Regions from separate parts of the Mus musculus genome. Here region 2 is linked to region 1. Evidence: chromatin contacts called from public promoter capture Hi-C data. All regions are on one chromosome and are shown on one strand. The core of a region is the stretch at or near the end of the contact, and the rest is flanking DNA. Distances in the headings are between cores, read along the strand shown. Region 1 overlaps Enox1 (ecto-NOX disulfide-thiol exchanger 1). Region 2 overlaps Gm1587 (predicted gene 1587).

What was found. Promoter capture Hi-C pulls out the DNA fragments that hold promoters and counts their contacts.
Region 2: a contact with region 1 is called in a promoter capture Hi-C map of hippocampal neurons, with 2.3 times the contacts expected there. The contact joins two enhancer-like sites. A contact is called at or near these places in 1 of 39 promoter capture datasets (hippocampal neurons) and 1 of 9 other capture datasets (adipose tissue).

Annotation. Positions count from the first base shown.
Region 1 is chr14:77,577,937-77,585,709 of GRCm38.p6, reverse strand. Enox1 (ecto-NOX disulfide-thiol exchanger 1) reads right to left here. Exons shown (of 19, transcript NM_172813.3): 9 at 6,540-6,746; 10 at 3,081-3,314. Among named protein-coding and RNA genes, the nearest start is that of Gm52115, 15 kb to the left of the region's middle. Within about 2 kb of position 4,994, at least 61 of the 459 cell types and tissues checked have an H3K27ac peak or open chromatin away from gene starts, as enhancers often do. A contact at or near this core is called in adipose tissue and hippocampal neurons, where this site is marked.
Region 2 is chr14:77,788,944-77,796,716 of GRCm38.p6, reverse strand. Gm1587 (predicted gene 1587) reads left to right here. Exons shown (of 3, transcript NR_157389.1): 3 at 1,692-2,772. Gm30467 (a long non-coding RNA gene) reads right to left here. Exons shown (of 4, transcript XR_383626.3): 3 at 6,482-6,557; 4 at 6,017-6,358. Among named protein-coding and RNA genes, the nearest start is that of Gm1587, 6.1 kb to the left of the region's middle. Within about 2 kb of position 3,571, at least 26 of the 459 cell types and tissues checked have an H3K27ac peak or open chromatin away from gene starts, as enhancers often do. A contact at or near this core is called in adipose tissue and hippocampal neurons, where this site is marked.

The DNA.
Region 1 (7,773 bases), core at 3,745-6,244:
GTTTTAGAATTTGTATTAATGAAACCAATGGCTGGCGACTCTCTCTGCCTTAGCCACTGCACAGTTTCAACTCTACTGTTTCCTCTGGCTTTGGGAAGCCAGGCAGCCGGCCAGTGGGGAGATGTGTTCACCAGAGACGCCCCCTTTTCTCATGCTTGCGGCACCACTGGCTGTCTCTGAAGGGAAAACATCCTGTAGTTGCCACTCACCGTAGTGCGCACTGCTGCTGATAGTGTTAGGACGTACCACAGTTCACTGTTCTAAGCAGCCAAAGCAGACTGATTAGTCATTTCTTTCATTACCCAAGAAATTACCTAGATTCTACGAGGCAGGATCTGGCATGGTGTTTTCTCTTCCCCCAGTACCTAGCACTAGTACCCAGGGTCTGGTATTTGTAAAACACTTAAGCAAATACTTCTTACTGGATTGGCAGCAGGCTGAACATAGTCACTTCCCTCGCTGCCAGCCATGCATGGTAGCTCTAGTGGCCAGAAATGCAATATGCCCATGGATTCAGATACTTGGAGAAGAGAGAGAGAGGAATTAATGCGCCCAATACCTACTGTGTGCAACTGTGTGGGAAGCCTTGCAGGTCATAAGAAAGGTTTGATTGATACAGATTTTGCTGAATGTGAATGATCTTCAAAACAAAATTACAAGAATAAACACATATGGTGTAAAATAGAAGAAAAATATCTAATAAACCTAGGATGGCAAGGTTTCTCACAGGAGGGTAAAAAAAAAAAATCAAATCCAATTAGGTATTTTCAGATTCATTCTGTCACAGGTTTCCATAGCTTCCGACTTGACTGAATTTTATATCCCCCACATCAATGAAATCGTCTTCAGGGAGACAAGTTTCCTTGGCTCCTCCTGCCAGGCTTTGCAGTGTTATAAGGAGCAGAGAGTGGATCTCCTCTTGGAAGCAGCCCATTTCCTAAGCAATTAAATGCTGTTTATATTCCAAACTCCGTGCTTGGGTTGAAATTGTCAAGCTCGGTATTACCTGACTCTTGCCTAAGACGTATCTACAGCGAGTTCATTCTACTGTAAGAGCCATCTATTAAAATTTCCAATCTGTTCTCTCCTCAAGGGATCACACAGTACTTGGCAAAGGCACAGCTTCCGAATTCTGCAAATTATACTCATCTATATAAATATACATTTTTGAAATGGCAAGGCTCACAAATTACTCCAGCAAATTGACATCCCAATCTGCTATCCTCCAAAAGTAGAGGCAAATGCCATGTACCTTATACATGGAGTTGGCACTTTTGATGTTGGCTTCATAGAAATAACCTAACATTAGATGCCAGACCTTCATGAAATTCCTCCATGCAGTACAGAACTAAGGTGGAGCCATGACTGAACCCATTCTAAGAGTCTCGCGCTCTAGTGACTGAGCTATCTGGGCTGGAAAACAGGTCACAGAGACCACAGGGTGGTGCCACCAAATTCACTTGACATTGGCACAAAAGAGAGAGGATTTATTCCAATGAGTGTTCCTGGTTATAAGTCTTATTCTTTCTCATTCTGGGCTCTCATAATAGTTTCTAGGCTGAATTTACATTGCATATTTTTTCTCATTGGAGGGGTAGCCTCTGCCTGTATATTTATTGACTATATTATAGACCTTCTGGGCAGGCACCAAGAAAGCCAGCAGGCAGTGCTACTCAGTGGCTGGAGAGGCAATTCAGTGGCAACCGTGGCTAATTAGGAGTCCTCAGAGCTGACAGGGATGATGGTTAAGGAGGCTATCACTTGCCTTTTAGATCAAGCATAGAATGCTTTTTCTGATCTTCCTAAAATTGGTGGTTTTCTTCAGTAAGACCATCCCATCCATTAAGACATTGCCAATAATACATGAGGTAGGTTCTTACACCCCCATTCTCCCACTCTTGCCAAGAACCAATCACATCTCTCCTTTCGTCAGGAATCCATGAAGCCATCTCTTCACTGTTTACAGGGCACAGCCAAACTAGGCAATAGCCTTGGGGCTTCACCATCTGGTTGAGACACTCTCCAGCTTCACCTTGCTTTAGGAACACAGTGCCCAAACCAAATCCTCTTTGTTTCTGGTACATCTTTGTTCTTAGGGCTCCGGGCTCTGGTTAGATTGCCTCTGTGAACCTTTCTAACTTGGGAGAAAGACCTCTTGTTTATCCCAACAAGTTCAAATCCTGCCTGCTCTTTGAAGATATTCTCAACCCCTTTCCTTGCTCAGGTTACACTTGCTGGCATTCCCAAAGCATGTTGTGGATGCCTTGCTCCCACACGGAGGGCTATCAGCTTTGCTCAAAGTCATTCAGTTACTTGTAGTCACCTGCCTGTAGAAACTGTGACCCACTACAGTACTGTTGGTAGCCAGCACCCTCAGGAGTGCTGTTCACCTCCTACCAACTGCCTATAAAATGCCAGTCATAAAAATAGTCATATAAGATAGTCATATAAAACAGATATCATTCAGCTCATTCATTTGGTCTCTAGTAGCCCTAGACCCCAACACAGGCATATATGTGTGCATCTCCTCGCCTCCATACATACACTAATTTCAAAACCTGCCTTCCTGGTCATCACTGAAGTTCAGCAGGTCTAATCCTTATTTCTTTGGATCCTTTATTTTCTTCACTCTCCAACCCAGGGAAGGCCCCGGCAAAAATTAAGGACTTACTTTTTCTATTGTTACTCATCTGTAGGTGTGAGAAGGTTCCTTCGACTCCACCTCTAGGACAGGGGACCTGTCTACATTTCTCTTTTCTCTTCTACAAACCCTAGACATCGTGTGTAAGATGTCTTGGAAACACTTTCAGTGTCTGGTAGAACTACATGGTCCACAGAACTCAGAGAGCACTAGACAAGGTCAACTTCTCGGTGAGGCCACTGCCCTGACTCACTAAGCACCTCCTGGGGACCACAGGCTGCTGCTGGCATTGCAGAGGCCCACCCCCACCCCCACCCCACCCCCGCCCTTCCGACCTTCATACAGGAGAGCCTGACTAAGCAATGGCTCTGTCCCTAGCCCGATGATGGAACCCAGAGGTCTGCAGATCCTAGCTCGCCCCCCCCCACACCCCCTTTACCTTTCAGTTTGTCAGCCAGCAGGGCAGCTTCGTGCTCCGAGTAGTGCATGATGGCCGGCGGCGAGGGAGGCCGCAGCCTGTCCTCTTCCAGTTTGCGTCGATGCCGCTCCTCCCGGGCGCGCATCCTTTGCTTGCATTCCCACTCATAGAAGTCATCCCTGGCCTGAGCAAAATCCACGTGCAGGCGGCCGGAATCCTTTTTATCCGTGCTCGACCCTAATCGCATTCTGTAACCTAGAAGCAGTGGAAAGCCAGGTCACCTCCAGTCAGGGGACACATTTCCCACAAGCTAAGCAACTGTGCCTCAGGAGAGAAGATACCTTTTTGTCTCTGGGGGATGGGAAGCAGGTATCCTTTTAAAGACTTAATCATTAAGCACAGATGTGGAGGTAAATATACCTCCCTTCCCCCCCCCCCCCACGTTACTTTCCCAGAGGGACCCTCACAGTGCTCCTGTTGCACCATTAACCGAGCACTAAATCCTGGCCACGCCTTCCTCCCTTTGGCTTGGGGGGGGGGTCGGGGGGGGGTCTGTCTTGCTTTTTGTTTTCAATGTTCTATAACTCTATTGCATGTGCACTCTTAAAAATTCTTTTTCAAAGAGGCAGGGTATGAGTAAATACAGAACATCCATGATATTTGAAGGGGCCCGGAAAGTAAATTTCAGAACTTTACTCGGAGCCTATTGCTCATTCCCCTAGCAAACACTGCCGCTCTGGTTTTTTTCTCTGCCGCTACCAAAGCCACAATTACCCAGGCAATTTTGCAATGTTGTTTTATTCCCACTTATCCTCTGGGGCATGCGGGAGAATATGTTACCTTCAATCAAGAGGCCCCACAGTACCTCATCCAGCCTGCACGACCACACAAATTATCTGTGCAGTCTTTGAAGGCCACAATAGGCTTGTGCAAGGGCCCAAAGTTAGGCCAGAAAGGAAAAGGGGGGGAGGGGGGAACCTTTAGGGGGAAGGGAGGACTTACTGAGCACTACCTATCTTATAGTGATTGGGGATGAGGGGGGAGAGAGGTCGTGAGGGGTCAACACAGGACTGGATGCTGCCAGCCAGCCTAACTTCAAATTTAGAAGAATTGAAAGCACAGCACGGTGATTGATTCTTCAGTTTGGAGTACTCAGATTTTCACAACATCAATTCAGGTCTTAGCAGGAGCATATCTGGGAGGGGGGGCTGCTAGAGAAAGGGAGCAAAAATAAGCACCTCTGCTTTGCAAGGGATTTGCAGATGAGCTGCACTTGGGAAGAGCTAGGCTGTGCTGTGCTGCCTGCACCTTGTCCTGGACCATTTCAATCCTTACCCAGTAGGATTTGAGTTAAAGCCCAGTCACAAATCCCCATGGAAGCTGGCTTTTCCCCCAGCAGGGCACTTTACACTTTTTAAAAAGTTACAAATGTGCTTGCTACAGATCTCATCAGACTGAACTCTCTTCCAGGTTTCAACAGGATGGTGGAAACAAAACAGTACCCATCTTGGGTGCAAACAGCCGCCCACACGTGAACAGAATTAGTGCTGACTTGGTGGTGGGCTGTGGAAAGTGACGTCAGCAGGCTGTGTCCTGGCCAGCTGTCTGAGTTGGTCGGAACAACTTTCTCTGCTCATATTCCAGAGAACCGGCTCTCTAAAACCTTTCTGGTCCTCTTTCATCAGAGCTTCATCATTACAGCATTAAAAGACTCTGATGAGGCTGAGGCTAAACTTAGCCTGGCCCTCAAATGTGAAAGTGCTCCTAAAATTAGGCTTTCCAGCTGGGCTTGCTGGAGATTACAGGGGTGGTGGTGGTGGTAACCTTCTCTCCTTCCTGTCCCTTCCCCCAACAGCTTGGGTTTCAGACTGTCTCAGCTGCAGAGACCACCCTAGCAAAGCTGGAGACTTCTCTGCACTGAGGCAGTGAAAGGCTTGAAGTGGGTGGAGCCTGTGTTTCCTCCCGATTCAAAAGAGCTACCAAGAAGCGTCAGAGTTTGTCTAGTCTCTATTTCCCTCCATATGTCTATATATTTGGCACTGTTCATCTTTGTTAGCGTCTTCGAAGTTTTCTGTTTGGTCTTAAAGTTGGCTTGTGTTAGTGTTTTAAAGGACATTCGCCTACTCGATTCTTCAGTCACGCAGGGTGAAGTTAGTGTCTTAGCATTGAGTAATAGTTTGATTGACTATAGTGACTAAGAACCCAGATTTCCAGGCAGGCACTGACAGAAAGAACCATCTGTCCTTTATCCTGACCGGGTTTGTTTTGTTAAGAACAGTCTGACACTCAGAGATCCCCACAGTGTGCTTCATACACACGTGATCGACCTCACCTAGGAGTCCTGCTGGTAAACCGACTATTCCACCCACAGGTGGAAGTAGTATGACAATTTATCTGGGTTAGGGAGATGGAAAGCCACGCCCTCCTCTCTCCAGGAGATGGGTGCCACTGTGCGTGTGGTAAAATATCTTTATTCATTTCCACTGTGGAATGTCCAGACTTTATGTTTCTCGTTGAGAGCTTAAGTACAGTAAGGGATTTAACATTCTCTGGATCCCCGTCTTGGGCAAGGTCTCTGAGGTACTGGGATAACCTCAACCTGTCAGGGGTTCACACAGAATGAAAGGCAATGGAGACTGGCTGCAGACATCAGGAAAACCTGGGGGTGGAGCCCAGGTTTCACTTGATTCTTTCCCACCCCAGGGGGGGGGGGTTACCTTTGCTCTGAGTTAGGTAGGCAGTCTGCAGGGTGGCAGATGGCACTAATGTCGCTGGAGGAGCAGCAAAGGGCAGGGAGGGTAACCTAAAACTAAATACTTCCAAAGTACCACGGTAACATTAGCCTCGGTGTCCTTTGGTTTGACTGAGGCTTCCGTGCACCTAGTCAGACTTTTCCTATAGAAACCCAGAAAGCTGAAGGCAGCACTAGGCTTCCTTTTCACATGTGTAAACTTCTCCTAAAGCCTGGTCCTCCGGATAATGATGGTAGAGCAGGCAGCTGTGTGTGAGGACAGAGGGCCTGTCACAGGCCCAGGAACACATTCCCTGCAAGAAGGGGATCTTGCTTCCCCCCACACCCCCCCACACCCCGGGGTGAAGATTGGAAATGCACTTTTAAGAAACTGAAATTATTCTGAGAGAGTACTTTACTCCCCCCCAGAGGATTACATCCAATAATAATAATGGTCCTCAGTACTCAAAATATTGCTTTTCATCTAATACGCACTTGAGAACATTAATTAGAAACTCTGTGGAATTCCTTGAGACTAGATGGTAGGCAAACCTGCCTGTGGAGAGAGGCACAGGCTTAACAAAGAGCCCCGTGGCAGCCAAGCTGAAAGGTGAATGCCTCCTTCCCCAGCCCCCACGCTACCAGGACTTATTGTGTGTGTATTAAGGCAAAAGGGAAGGAGCTCACAGTAACATCAGAAGACAGAAGACAGGATAGAGAGCAAACCCCCTTTTACTAAAGCAAGGTACCAGAGAGGTAAATGGCTTTGTCAACCATGAATTCCTCGGCAAAGCGAATGTGACAGAAATTCTTCTTGCTCTTTCGGATGGCTGTGATATCTCCACACTGCTCAAAGACTTCTTGAATAATTTCTTCCGTTGCATTTTCTGGTAATCCTCCAACAAACACAGTCTTACACCCTGGAGGTCGTTCTCTTGTGGAAGGAGGTGGAAGATCTAAGATCACAATGAGAAGAGTTTTGTCTTTTTATCGATCGGCTCTTTACCAGGTTCACAGGGCAAAGGTTCCACTTGCAGAGTTGTCTCCAGACTGAGACACAGTCATTTTTATAGCAAGTTATGTCTCCCCAACCCCATGGCTACTCCTCCCTCCCCTCCCCCATCATGTTTCCTGATCTTCTCCCCTCCCCGTCAACCCCCCCCCTTTATTTCTCATGTTCATTTCTGCACAGAGTGGCTGTGCTTGTCCAGGAAAAAGATAACACGTGTTAGCATAATTTCATTTCTCTTTCATACACAGACACCCAGAAGAAGAAAAAGAGGAGGGAGAGAGCGTCACAAGTACAAAGCGCGATGAAATGACACATGATGAAAAGGCCTGGCTTGCTGCTGCTTTGTCTTCTTGCCAGATAAAGGGGGCAGCATCGTGGGACGAGGGAAACACAGCCCACGAGAGAGCATGCAACAATACTTACCTGGCTGCAAAGATGCTGAGTCTGGGAAAAGCCTTGGTTATTATTCACATTTAAATGAGCACACTATTAAATTTTGAGGAGGCTGTGTGAAAAGATAGTGTATGCTGTCACAACAGTTTGCCAAGTTTGTATGTAGATTACTACAGCTATCTCCTGAGAAGTCCAGTTCAAGTAGGCAACACTGATTAATACGAATTTTTTTTAAAAAAATTTCCAGGTATGTAAGCCTATAAACTTAGCATCAGAGGCTAAATTAATCAAATATATAGGTCCTTCAAGTGAACGTGACTTAGCCCAGAAATTCTGAGATGCGTGTTCTTCCTGCCTCTCACCTTTCCCCCAAATTGCCACCTGCCAGATTAATTCACGGTTCTATCTAGTAAAACACACTTGAGACTTTCTCTCCCGTTTGTGGAGGTGGAGAGAGAAGCTGCCAGATTTCACATGAGGCATTCCAGAAAATGCTAGTTCGCTGCACACAGGAAAGACTCTTAGTGTTACACATAAACTCTCCGAGCTCACTGGCTTCATGGTACTTATCCAGTGGC
Region 2 (7,773 bases), core at 2,322-4,821, 210 kb before region 1:
TGAGGTCATTCTGAATCGCATAATGAGTTCCAGGCCAGCTCGGGCTACAGTCTGAGACCCTGCCACAAGAAATAAACCAAGAAAAAGCCCAAATGAAAGAATTGAGACACAAATACAGGATGCAGACATACTTCTGAATTTCAGAGCAGCTGAAATAGCGTAGAGCCAGAATCACAAAGCACACTACATGTCATCCAGTACTCGGGAGGCAGGGCAGAAGGGTTGGGGGTGGGGTACACATTGGAAAGGGCAGCCTTGCTACATAGCAAAACCCTGTCTCAAAACACAAAACAAAAATATTAATATAATAATGCTCCACATAACCCCTGGGACATAGTTGTACTCTAGGAGAAAGAAGTATATGTAAAATTCAAATTTAATTTGACATTTCATAGTTTGGCTTGCTAACTCTGACAACTCATGGATGTTGCAAACACAAGCACTTTCCTAGCCAGCCCAATTCTCTGATGGCCCTGATCTATATCTCACTATATCTGCTGTTCTGGAGCTTAAAACAGTCTGGAGACCTGACTTTGGGGGACCAGAATGGCAGCAGTGTGAGGCTAAGAGGGTAAAAGGCAATGTATGTGAGATGGGCTGGAACTTTAACAAGGACCCCAGCAGTGTTGTCTGTGTGCTGCCAGCAGGCCAGCTGGGCAGGATGCTGCACCAGGCTTTCTTTCTCTCTTCCCCTTTACTGGTTGAGGGACTCCTTAAGTCCCCCTCAAAGACCGAGGACACAAAAGGAAACCAGCAAGATTTTTTCCTTTCCTTAATGCCAGGCCCTGGAGAGCTGGCTTGCTTTTTCTTCTAAAATGCCAAGCTGGGCAAGTGGCAAACAGAACCACTCCAACCTTCACCCTTTGGGATTGTTTTTAAATATCTGTCTGTTGTAGCCAGCTTAGAATCTAGCTCTGTCTGCAAACCAGTAGAGGACACGCTTTATTGGAAGGGGCATTACTGTGAGCGCTGTGTGTCTTGTGGTGGTTTTCCTACACTGCATACTATTCTCAAGTTACAGATTCAGGGAGAGGTCCACTCAGGCTGTGAGGTGTTCAGAACCTGCTTTCAAACCCAGGACACTATTGTCTGCCCAAGGAACCAAATCTATTGCCAAGTGCGTACTAGGTTGTCATCCTAACTTGTCCTTTAGCGCTCATGAGGGGTGGACTCTTTTTGAGGAAGTAGTTCTGAGAAGTACCTCCCTCCTTGGAGATCTTTTCCTTCCTTCCTGAGCTATAGGACTTCCCCATGTGTGATGTGGGGAAAAGCCATTCATTTTTTCTGTGTCCTCCTAAGTGCACGAGGTCCTGAAGAACTGAGCCAAAGTTCCTCTTTCTACCAAGCGTTTCCCTTGCCAACATCAGTAACACCCACATCTCACAGCAAATCAACAAACACCCTCCATTGGAAGCAGCGTGAGGATGCCTTATCTGAAATGCTTGGAGCTTCAGAGCTGAGGGGGGAAAAATTAAGACTTAGAATCATTGAATACACAGTGTGATAGTTTGAGTGCTCAGAAAGTTTTAGATTTGGGTGTTGTTCGGACTTCAGATTAGGGATATTCAATTTTACTATTCTTAATTCTCTTTTCCACGAAGTCTGAAGAGAAAAAAAATAAACTAATGAGAGTTGGAGAGATGGCAGAATTGTCCCGCCTTACCTTCTCACCCAAGCTTCTTATCCTACAGCCGAGAAGAACATGTGGTCAATGAAGCTCTTCCTGGAAGTAGACAAGGCATTTCCCAGAATCCTACTTCCAAGAAGAAGCTCTGGGATCCTGCGTCATCCCATGCTGTGCCTTCCTCTTTGTGACCAAGTGCTGAAGCTTTGGCTGAGGTATAGGGACAGGCATAGCTGTGAGGCCTGGGTGGAGGCCTGGGGAAGTCTATAAATGGAGATTACAGCATTCAAGCCGCTTCAATCCTTGTGTTCTGCAGATCTTGGGCCCTTGGAGGGGGTTTATGACTAACCGTGATTGCCTGCTCCCTCAGATCTCACACAGGTCGTTTTTCTTACCAGTCCCATCTGGGGTGACTATGCCAGTATCTTTGCTGACAGAGTTGAATTTGGTCTGTGTTTCGATTGCACAAGAACAAAGCCTGCACTGTAGGAACAACTGTCTCGAGGGCACATCCAGAGCAGGCAGAGTTTCCCTCTCTCTCTCTTGTGTTCCTCTCTTTATTGCTTCCGTTCCTGTACATATTTCAGTGATGTCAGGATTTGGAATGGCTCTACCTTGAGGGGAGCCAAGAAATCCTGAGTGTGTGTGTGTATGTGTGTGTGTTCATGTGCATGAGAGTATATACTGGCAAGACCAAAGCAGTTTGATGTATATCAGCCTGGCTGTTTATTGATCCCATGGAGGTAAAGAAACAGATTGGAATCTCCTGGCTGTAAGAAATATAACCCTTGACCAGCTGCAGCCATTTTTCTGTCTCCTCTGGCCAAAACAAAACAAAAACATTCATTTAAAACTTCTCACCTGGGAAGCACTTGTTAAGAGTATTTCATGCAAATGTGTAAGTTTCTTGGGCTGGACTTGCAATTCAGATCAGGAAAAAAAAAATGGTCTTGCATGCTTATGTCTGAGCATGCATTTTGCAGGAAGCCATTTTGTGAACAAGCAGACGGATTACTTCCGTGTTCTGGGATGGTCGTGCCTCATGTGAGGTTTGGGGGTGGGTTTTGCTTCACTTTCTTCATAAGGTTTTGAAGCTCGGTGGCTAGGAAGTTGATGGGGTACTGTCCCTTGCTAGGGAAGAGGTCCTGGAAATAAAGTGTTGAAATACACGCTAAAGAAATAGTGTGTTGAATTCTTGTCTTGAAAGCTTTTTGAACAGTAACTGAACAACAAAAACAAAAAACTCCAAAAATTAAAAAAATCGGATTTATATCTCGTTTATGTTTTGAGTTTTGGAGAATGTTCCATCACCTTCTTTCCAAAGTCTCGTTTCACATTTTAAACCAGGTACAGTCTACAAAGGATAATCTCTGGAAATGCTGAAGAGACTTCTCGTTAGGATTTCCAACTTTCATGGTAAATTGAGGTAAAAGCACTGTAGCACACACCTTTAGTCCCAGCACTTGGGAGGCAGAGGCAGGCAGATCTCTGTGAGTTCGAGGCCAGCCTGGTCTCCGGAAATGACACCTTGTCGCTGTGATTTTCAGCTTCTAGTGCTTTCGGGCCACCTGCTTCACACAAGGGCCTGTGCCTGGGAGGACACTGACCCTGTGGCGTCAGAGTGCCTTGCTGGAGAGCAGCTTTCAAAAGCCAGCCGAGATCATACGGGTTCTCTCTGCCAGGGACTCGATCTGTTTCAGCCATATGCTCTACTGAAAACAGATGAGAGAGGATGAACGCAGAACCTTTTAGAAACTAATTTTTAAAATTATGTCTAACTCATCAGATAAATTTTAAAGAAAATACCATCCGAAGAATTAACCAAAAAGGTTAGGAACTATTTTTGAATCGCGAGGCTCACAAACAGCAGATGGGTTGTAGGAAGGGGTGTCTAGCCCTGTGCTTCTCTGCTAATGTCAATGACATCAGCATACGAATGTCAACCAGATGCCTGTACCTTTCTGCTTTCTACTGAAAGAGAAGATCGCTTCAGATGTTAATGAGCACATGTCTCCCAGTAGGAGAAACAGTTTATTAAAACTGGGTGCTTCAGCTCAGTGGGTGTAGGTAGGGCTAAGGCTCCTTCTCTTGGCCCCCAGGTGGTATTGAGAGCTTCCTCTCTCCCATTCTAGAGAAAAAAGAAAATACCAGGCCTCATTTTTCTGGTGTCAGCAGGGTTGAATCCCTCCATAGCACCTGGCTAAGGCCTGGCTATTCAAGCTTACAACCAGAAAAAGGAACTTCTGTGCAGAAACTCCTACAGGGAGGAACAAACAATTGCAGGAGAATAGAGGCTGGGTCACCTAGAGGAGTTTGCTGCAAGGTGGCAGGGAGGGTGACATTGCAGGAATTGCTTTATGACACTCAAGGCTATAAGGTTGCCATTTATGAGAATCTGGTGGCCAAATCCACGTAGGACTCAGCCTATGCTGCTACTTCAGGCTATCCCTGGCCCTTCAATAACTAGCCTTCTACTACCAATATCACTGTCGACCTCCGAAAGGGTCCCTTTTCCCTTCTCAGAGTCTCAGGACCAATGAAAGCCTACACTAAGTAGGCAAAGCTTTATCTTAGCCAGAGAAAAGGAGAGTGGGGGTGGGGGTGGGGAAAAAACAAGGAAAACACTTATTATTATATATAAGTACACTGCGGCTATCTTCTGACACACCAGAAGAGGGCGTCAGATCTCATTATGGGTGGTTGTGTGCCATCATGTGGTTGCTGGGATTTGAACTCAGGACCTTCGGGAGAGCAGTCAGTGCCCTTACCCGTTGAGCCATCTCACCAGCCCAAGAAAACACTTTAAGAAGCTTCCGAACTAGAACTGAGGTGATAGGAGAAGGGGGTGGTCTTAGATATGAGGGGGAAGTTTAGTACTTTCTCCAGGGGCAAGGGGGCGAGGGGAGAAGTCCATCTCAGAAGCAAGGAACATTTCTTTGATTCTTGTTGTTCCAGTCTACGGTGAAAGCAGGCTGGCCAAGATGGCACAGGTAGGTAGAAGTTTATGAGGTTATAGAGTGGAGTGGTGCGGTAACAAGTCTGAGGTAAATAATTTGCTGGGTTCCATGCTGGAACATTCTTACAGAGGTAGGATATGACTGGTGGCGAGGATATCTTACCTGAAGCCACCTTGTTGATCTCACAAACACTCTTCCTTCTTGGAAGCTGTACAGTTTCAAGCCTGCCAGTGGTCCCCAAACAGTACCCTAGGTAGCCATGTATGTCCATATGACTTGCTAGCTTGCCTAGGTACAAGGAAGATTTCTCATGGCATGGACCTCTAGTTGTTGTTGTTCACAGAAACAGATAACTGGGAGGAAACCTTCTAAAACTTTCAGGCACTTTGGATAAAGAAAGGAAAAAGCAGAGAGGGGGACCTCTCCTCAGAGGTTCTAAAAGCATTGCCCTGTCATTCAGAGGATAGCACCTGAATGGATCCTATAGTAAATGACAATCAAATGAGCCAACTCTAAGTCCCATACAGAGGGAAAGATGCTTTGCTCTCATCCATAATACATGACCCCAGAACATACATACACATATACATGCATGCATGCATGCATACATACATACATACATACATGTGTGTGTATATATATATATATATATATATATATATATATACACACACACAGATACATGCATATGCATGAATCCTGCATGTATGTCTGTGCACCAACCAGATGCATGCCTAGTGCCTGTGGGGGCCAGAGGGCTGTATCCCCTGACACTGGAATTGCAGATGGTTATGAATTGCCTGATGTGGGTGCTGGAGATCAAATCCAGATCCTGTCACACTTTAAGGATCTTTCGATTGTATATTAAATTGTATGTCCCTCAAAGACAGATTGAAGACTTAACCCTGATACCTGTATGTGCCTTTAGTTGGAAATGGGGTTATTATATCTTAAGTCAGTTATAATAAGATCCTATTGTATTAAGTAGGCCTTAGTCAGTTACAATAAGATCCTATTGTATTAGGTAGGCCTTAGTATGACTGGGTACATAGAGACATAGTGAGAAAATGCCTGTTGTTGAGGGTGGAGCCAAAGGAAGGCAAGGATTACTGACTGACAGCGGAGTAGGAAGTGGGGCATCTTCTCCAGAGCCTGCTGATAAAGCACGGTCTGCTGATGTCGTGATTTTAGAGTTCTGGCTTGTATGAACAGTATAGAGTCCTGTAGTCTGAAGCCAGCCAGTTTGGTACTCTGTTACACTACCCTAGGAAACTCTGATGGTCCCTCCAGTACCACTGCAATTGCATTTCGTGGTGAGCGTTATCTGATCTCACTCAATAGACTTCTAGTTCTGAAGAGTCCCCTGAGCCCACTGCCCAGCACAGGACACAGAGCTTGCCAGTAAATTTTGGGTTGAATGAACAAATTTTAGGGCTTCAGATCTTAATGGTGTATTAAATACAAACAAAATATAAGAATTAACAAGGGAGAAATTCCTCCCTATATCGGTGCATGTATTTTGCTCATAGCAACGTTCTATAATATCATTTTATGATTTGTGTAAATGACCTATTATGGGCATGATTTGATACTTGAGCTGCTGACTTCTTTCTGTACCGTGCATGCAGCAAAGCAGAAGGTTTTATCTTCCTCCTGCACGTTAGAGACGGTTGTTTCACCAGCTGGATGGTGAGCCCTGGTCTCCACAGCTTCATAGCTGCTCAGCATCCCCTCCAGTTTTTCCACGGGAACTGGGATGGCTGCTAAGGGACTTTTCCTGCAGGTGAGATTTACATTATTTGAGATTTAAAGCAAACACTATTTCAAAACTAGCAGTAGCTTCAATAATTGACTGAAGCGAATGCCCCAAGGCATTTCTCAGGGCATCAGTTTTACCTACCTGGGTTTAGTTACCAGGTAGCAGCTGGAACATTGCCATCCCCTGAAAGAGGCCATGACAAGAGGGTCCCTGTGCCCTGAAAAAGATTCGTGATGATAATCTCATTGGGTATTTATTTCTTCATGGATTCCCTTCTGAGTGGCCATTTAGAGCATGCGCTGTTGAGAGGAGCAAACGCAGTGTGCACTTGTGTGTGTGTGTGTGCATGTGCGTGTGCATGCGTGTGTGCACTCACATATTTACACATGAGCCTAGACTAGCAACAGTGATGAAAAATGATATATAAGCATTATGATTACAGGAGAATATGTGATTTAATACATAGGGGATAACAAAAAGAACCCGAAAAACCAGAGAAACCTTCAATTTCTCTAATAATTTTGACTCTTTAAAACCTTTTATTTATTCTCTGTATCTAAAATGCTCTTGTTTTGTTTGGTGGGTGTCATTTACTTGACACTCCATTTAGCTGACTAGTGATGGTTGGCAGGAGGCGGGGAATCTCTTTAACCTTGACAGGCCCATGCCCTTCAACCTCACTGGAAAACTACATGAGCATGTCACGTTCCATCTAGCTTAATCTCGGACCCAATCAATCTGAGTAGATTTTGCCAGACCCAGAGCTTAACAGTTCAGCATCAAGATAAGTACGGACATAATTCCAGATTATGAAGAGTTTGTAACTTGGCACAAGATAAGAGCTATGGATTGCTGCGTCAGGTGCCTGCATTTTTGTCCTTCAGAGTGAACTTTGCCAATCCTTGGAGTGCAATCTAGAGGAATTATTTCTGGTGTCTCTTGGTCCTAAATCTCTCTCCTGTGCAGTTGATTCCGTGTGTGATCTCAGAAGCCACACCCCACAGACAGGGCCAGCTAATTTCTCCTTGACTCCCCTTGCTTTAGACCCCACCTATTAGAATCACCTGAGCAGAGAGCATCACCTGAAAACCTGTCCTGCTTGTCTTGACGGATGCGGGAAGACCTAGCGTGTGGTGGGCAGGACCTTGTGCTAGCTGAATCAGTGCTCCCAAGTGTTCATCGTGGTGCAGGGACCAGTGGCTCTACAGGAACCTTCTGGGCTTCAGGCAGTAGGTAGGGACTACCAAGGCACTGGCCTTGTGGACTGACTAACTACCTCTCATCTCCCATTTCTGTAAGAAGCAGCTATTGAGGACCTACTCTGACCATTGAGACATCCAGCCTCAAGGATCAAACTCTCACCTTCTCAGGTGTGAGTCTGTTGTTGCTACTATCTCAAAATTTACCATCTATCTATCTATATCTTACTATTT